Linked DNA regions of Sus scrofa: region 1 is linked to region 2. The links are chromatin contacts, called in public Hi-C maps. All regions are on one chromosome and are shown on one strand. Each heading gives the region's core, a stretch centred on a gene start, on an enhancer-like site or on the middle of the called end of the contact. The rest is flanking DNA. Distances are from core to core; before and after follow the strand shown. Region 1 holds the start of ZFYVE9 (zinc finger FYVE domain-containing protein 9). Region 2 holds the start of ORC1 (origin recognition complex subunit 1).

Region 1 (2,845 bases), core at 172-2,671, 260 kb after region 2:
AATAAACATATATTTTCAGGATTATAAAAGTTTTATAAGTACTTAATAATCCTCCATACTTCACATACATTATAGGAAAACAAGAATAACCTGAACCACATTTATCATAAATACCCAAAGGGCTGACTTAATGGTATCAAACCGTGATCACCAACTTTTTTTTATATTAATACCAAAATAAATCACTTAATTACTAAAATCTAGAATATGTCCTATTTCCATCAGGTCTCTGTTACTGGGATAGTTAGCATGACTTTTTAAAATCCTCTTGTCATCCATCCTATGGATCTATTTAGGGGGACAATTTTGAACCACGGACTAAGGCATTACAATACTCACACTCTTACGGGGGGGAGGGGTGATGGGGGGAACAGACCTTTGTTTTTTTAAAAAAGATGTTTTTCTAATTTTGAGTATTATCTGGGAGACGTTAACATCTCAAAGCTGGAATGGGGCTTTCTCCGAGGCAGACCACGCTTAGAAGCAAAAGGTAACAGAAGCAGCAGAGATGAGCTGCCGGTAGGTGATGAAATTTCACCTCAAAGAAGACGCAAAAGGTTGTTTTCAAGCCAGTCGGATGGGTGAATGACACTCCAGGGAGTTCCAAGGGCTTCCAGGGCCCCGCGCTTTCCGCACCGGCTTTCTCACCCTCCCGCCCCCGACCCCCGGGACTCTTCGGGACTGAGCCTGGGGCGCGAGAAGCCCAGGCTGTTTGCAAACAGGCGTCCTCTGCCTCCCTCCGGGATGTACGTGCGGGGCCCAGGGTAAGAGGCTGCGCTCGGCCCGGGCCCGCGGCCAACCCGAAGGGTGCCAGGGACCCTGCCAGCCCCGCTCTCCACAGACGCGGCCGCCCCGGAGCCCAGGCCGGGGCAAGGGCTTCCCGGCGACGCGGGGCCTACTCGTCCCCCACGCGCCTCCAGCCCCCCGGGGGACGCGGGGAGGAAGGGCTGAGGCCCCCGAGCCTGGGTGGGGGAGGCGGCCGCAGCGGCAGGACGCCCCGTCCGCCCGGCCCGAGGTCTCGCCGCCAGGGCCCTCCCCGGGCGGCCAAAGGCCAGCGAGCCCGGGACCGCGCGACGCCGCGTCACACTCACCTCGAGCAGCGGCCGCCGCCGCCTCAGCATGGCCGGGGGGTCGTCCCTGAGCCCACAGCCTCCTCCGGAGGGCACCCGCCCGGCCCCAGGCGCCGCCGCCGCCGCCGCCGCGAAGCCTCCCACTCCTGAAGGGGCTGTGGTCGCCGCTGGTGCTGAGGCCCAGCGCCCGCCGAGCCTCATCGGGCTCCCGGGCCGCCGCAGCCACGCGGATCCCGCAGGAGCGCCGCTGAGCCGGGCGGGGGGTGCGAGGCTGCAGCGGGACGACCGAGGTGCTGCAGGCGGGGATCCTCGGCGAAGCCTCCAGCGTCGCCGTGGCCGCTCCTGCCGCCGGCGCCGCTGGGCCACAGCGCCCCCTGGACCCCACGCCCGGCTACGGCGCCGGGACTGCGGCGGCCGCCCGGGCACGAGCCGCAGGGAACGCGAGGGAGCGCGGCCTGGGGATGGCGGGGGCCCCGGGCTCCCTGCGTCGCCCTGGGGCCGCCGGACCGCCCCCGACGACGCCCCCCGGAAGCCCCTCGGTCCCCACCGACCTTAGTGGGTCTCCTCCCCACTCCCTAGGCCTCAGGCCATGAGCATCTTTACACCTTTTCCTTCTCTCCAGAAGGTACGTGAACGTTCCTCTCACTCGGACCTTCACCTGAGAGCAGGGATGTGAGGGGAATCTCCTGGATTTCACCTCTCGAGATTCAAGGGGTAGCCTTTGTAATCCGTTCAGTGCGTCTGGATGTAAGAAGGGTGACCCAGAATCAACCCCCCCCCCCACGCATCCTTTCCTGAAACAGATGAAGGAATTGTCTTTGACCTTAACTTTTTTTTGGATCTATTGGCAAATCATTTCAGGAATTCCCAACAGATACCAAACCCTTAACACCCAACCTCCCCCAAAATAGAACAAATTAATAATAATAAGACAAGCAAGAGAAGAAAATAAACGAGTTGTCCTGAAATTTATAAACAATCTAAAATTAAGAGAAAAACAATCCATATTCTAACACACTCCCCCACCCCCACCCCCACCCCCACTCCGCTCATCCATCCCCAGTCCCTTCCACATCCCAGGTAAGGCTCTAAAGGAAAGAAATTGTTATATTGTGGGGGCTGTGGAATCATTCTCTTTACAGGTACCCTATATTCGATCCCACTCAAACTCTAGGGTGAAAACATCAGAACCAAAAACAAAAGAAAGGCTCTCAGAGGGAAAAGAGGGAAAGAGAAATTGTTCAAATCCTCTGGTCCCCAGTTTTTCCAAATACATGATTTTATCATTAAGTATGTAGTAGAATGAGCAGGGTCTTTGGTGGCAGACAGATCCTGGCAGAGGCACCAATTCCAGCTCTGTTGTGTTTAATTTTATGATCCTGGGCAAGTTATATAATATTTAGGAACCTCGATTTTCTGATGCCTGCCTTGCTGATTGTTGCAAAGATTGGAGATAATTTTGCAAAGGAACTAGCCCATGGAAGTTACTCAATAAATGTTAGTTCCTATTACTGTTGATTCCGAAACACCCTCAGTCCTTAAATTCAAGATTTTTCTCATCTTTTTCTTTCAAAATCTGTGTGTGTGTGTGTGTGTTTTCCTATGGAAAGATGGGTGCATTAAAAAAAAATGGGTGCATTATTCTTCGTCATTCTTGGTCTGGGTAAAATTTCTTTAAATTTCACTAATGGACTTATATAACATCCCTCCACTGAAGAAGAATAGAGCCTAGTATACCTGATCCTATGACATTCTGTTGCATAGCAGATATCTGC
Region 2 (2,792 bases), core at 186-2,685:
CAGTCTGGCAAAGCAGAAAGCATTGAAAACATAATTTAATTTAAAATGGGATCAGTATTTGAAAGATACGGAAATCAATGAAAATATATGACAAGGGAATGTAACCTAGTGTTGGGGGAAAAGGTCACGAGTTGCCTTTTGAAACATATTGAGTTGGCACGTTTTAGAATTAGATTCATATAAATTTGGGCTGAAGAGATCAATTTGAAGGCATCTATATGTAGGCTGTAACTGTGGTATGGAGATCATCTAAGGAAAAAACTATGGAATGAGAAAAGGCCCGCGGAGCAAACTTATTTGACTCCAAAATTTAATGGCAACTCATAAAAACAGTATGAATCTTCTGTGGACAAACTGGCAGGAGCGGTAACAACAGCACTGGAGTGGTTAACAGTGGTAACAATTAGCACCACCCCTACTAATTCCTGAGTACTTTCTATTAACATATACTGTAACCATACCAAACACTTTTTATACATTATTTCACTTAATCCTTAGAACAAACCTTCAACCTTTGAGGTGGATATTATTATGTTCCTCTTACAATGGTGGAACAGTGAACAAAAAAGGAGCCAGAATTCAACAAAGATCAGACTGCCTGGAAGGTTTCTCTGAAGAGCTTCTATTCATACCAGGACCGGAATGTGGAAATAGTGCAAACGGGCCAGATTTAGGGATAATAAGATCATGAATTTGGTTTCAGGCATATTCACGTTCCTTTAAGATCTTCAGGGTCCCTGAACTTTTAACACTGTTTGGAACCTAGCAAGATACCATTAAACATGGAATGACTCAAAGAACCAAACTGACACCCTTCAGAATAAAGGCCCTATCAGACCCATTTGGGTCCCCAAAGCCCAACACAAGACTAGGCACAGAGTGGGCACTCAGATTTTTCTGAAAGACTGAGATTCCCTCCAGTCCCACCCTCCGGGACCAGTCCCCCCCCACCCCGGGACCAGTCCCATTCGACAGGTTAGAACTGGGCCACGGGACGCCCAGGGCTGGTGGGGGAAGGGGGGGGTCGACGCGCTCTTGCTCACCCGTAAGGCCAAAGCACTCCTCCTTCCAATACTTGGACTCATAGATTCGAGTCCGAATGATCTTCTCCACCAGATACTGAGGGTTGGTGCCGTGGATGCTGTGCGCATCCTTTACCGTACGGTTCGCCATTTTAGAACCCCTTCGGTTCTACTTCCGTCGACTCCTTTAGTACGTCACATCCAGGTTAAAAAAAAGCAACAACAACCCGAGAGGGCCTGAGAAAGTTGGAGGAAGTCTCACTGAACAGCTTAGCCGATCCTCTTGAAACCGGAATCGCTTCTGCTTCAGGAACTTCCGTGAATCGCGTCGCGACCGAGGCCCAGGGCACGTTGGCGGAAGTACGTCACGCGTCCCCTCCCTAGATGGGCGGGGCCGGAGGGCAGGCTGCTGACGGAACGTGGAGACAGCCTAGGGGCGGGGCCTCGGCTTTTGGCGCGAATTTCCTTTTCCTCACCTTCTTTGGATTCCTAGCTAGGCGCCAGTTTCGGCTCTGTTGCACGACTGGCAGCTGCGAGAAGAGTCCAGCTGGGCAGTTTAGATTTGCTGCAACTCCATGAGCTCCTGAAGCGGAGACGGTGGGAAGCGTTAGGCTTGCGCCAGCTCGAGCAAGCTTCGGCCCCCGGTGAGTGTGGCGTCCCGCGGGCGGGAGAGTTCTCGGCGGACTCATTCAGACGTTGATCCATTCAGCAGATACTTCCTAAGCGCCTATTAAGTGCCAGGTACTGTTCTGAGCCCAGTAGGAGCATTTTTCTTTCCACCTTTGGATTTCTGAAGGCTCCCTTGCTCTGTCGGGGACTGCGAGTTTGCAGTGGGGAAGCCGGAAGCCAACAGCAGAGAAGCATGTACGCTCTTGTCCTCAGCACCCTGAGACCTAGTAATGACCTGAAACATATGAACCTTCTATCTGCATGGTATTCGCATCTTTTCCTCCTTTCGGCGGAGTGTAACAAGCACCACGGGGAAGGCGGAACAGCAGAAGTTATTATCCGATTTTACGGTGTAGCAGTTCGCAGAGAGATTTGTCTAAGTCCCTTTTCGTGACTAAGCGGCCTGAGTTCCTACCTAAGTCCCAGATGAGCTGCTCTTAACTGCTAGGCTCTCTCGTATCCACCTTCTTTCCAGGAGGAGAGTGCTATGGCCCCTGCTTTACTTTCTCTAGTCTAACCCCGGAATAAAAGGGCCTTCTATTTTTGACAGTTGAAAAAAGGATTGGACTTAAAAGTCATGAGATGCGAGATTCTTACCCTAGGCTACTAATCTGCAAAATTGTAATGATTAGATATGTCAGTTTTCGATTTTAATTTTCTATAAAACTGATACCCTCTTCCCTGCTGTATTGGGTGCTTGAGATGGCCATTGGAGGTTTCTGATGTTAGATTTTGTTTATCAAGTCCCTCTGCAACAGTTTTTAATGTAACAAAGGGCAATATGTGGACTTTAGAAGATTTATTAATTCCCTGAAATTGAATGCAGAATGTTGTTTGAATTGTATATATTTCATAACATTCAAATAATTTTTTAAAATAAAGAAAGGAGGAATTCCCGTCATGGCACAGTGGAAATGAATCCAACTAAGAACCATGAAGTTGCAGTTCGATCCCTCGCCTTGTTCAGTGGGTTAAGGATCCGGAGTTGCCTTGAGCTGTGGTGTAGGTGTAGGTCCGAGACGCGGCTGGCTCAGATCCCACATTGCTGTGGCTGTGGCGTAGGCCAGCGGCTGTATATCCGATTAGACCCCTAGCCTGGGA

Evidence for each region. Hi-C and Micro-C count contacts between places; a contact is called where the count stands out from the background.
Region 1: a Hi-C map of mesenteric adipose tissue shows a contact between it and region 2, with 1.8 times the contacts expected there. The contact joins the promoter of ZFYVE9 here to the promoter of ORC1 in region 2. A contact is called at or near these places in 1 of 5 promoter capture datasets (liver) and 10 of 47 Hi-C or Micro-C datasets (alveolar macrophages, embryonic fibroblasts, fetal heart ventricle and 6 more).

What each region holds. Positions count from the first base shown.
Region 1 is chr6:160,073,054-160,075,898 of Sscrofa11.1, forward strand. ZFYVE9 (zinc finger FYVE domain-containing protein 9) reads right to left here and starts at 1,422. Exons shown (of 18, transcript XM_021096648.1): 1 at 1,092-1,422. It also overlaps the pseudogene LOC110261408.
Region 2 is chr6:159,817,867-159,820,658 of Sscrofa11.1, forward strand. ORC1 (origin recognition complex subunit 1) reads left to right here and starts at 1,436. Exons shown (of 17, transcript XM_005665420.3): 1 at 1,436-1,763. It overlaps PRPF38A (a long non-coding RNA gene), which reads right to left and starts at 1,386. Exons shown (of 10, transcript XR_002345201.1): 1 at 1,044-1,386.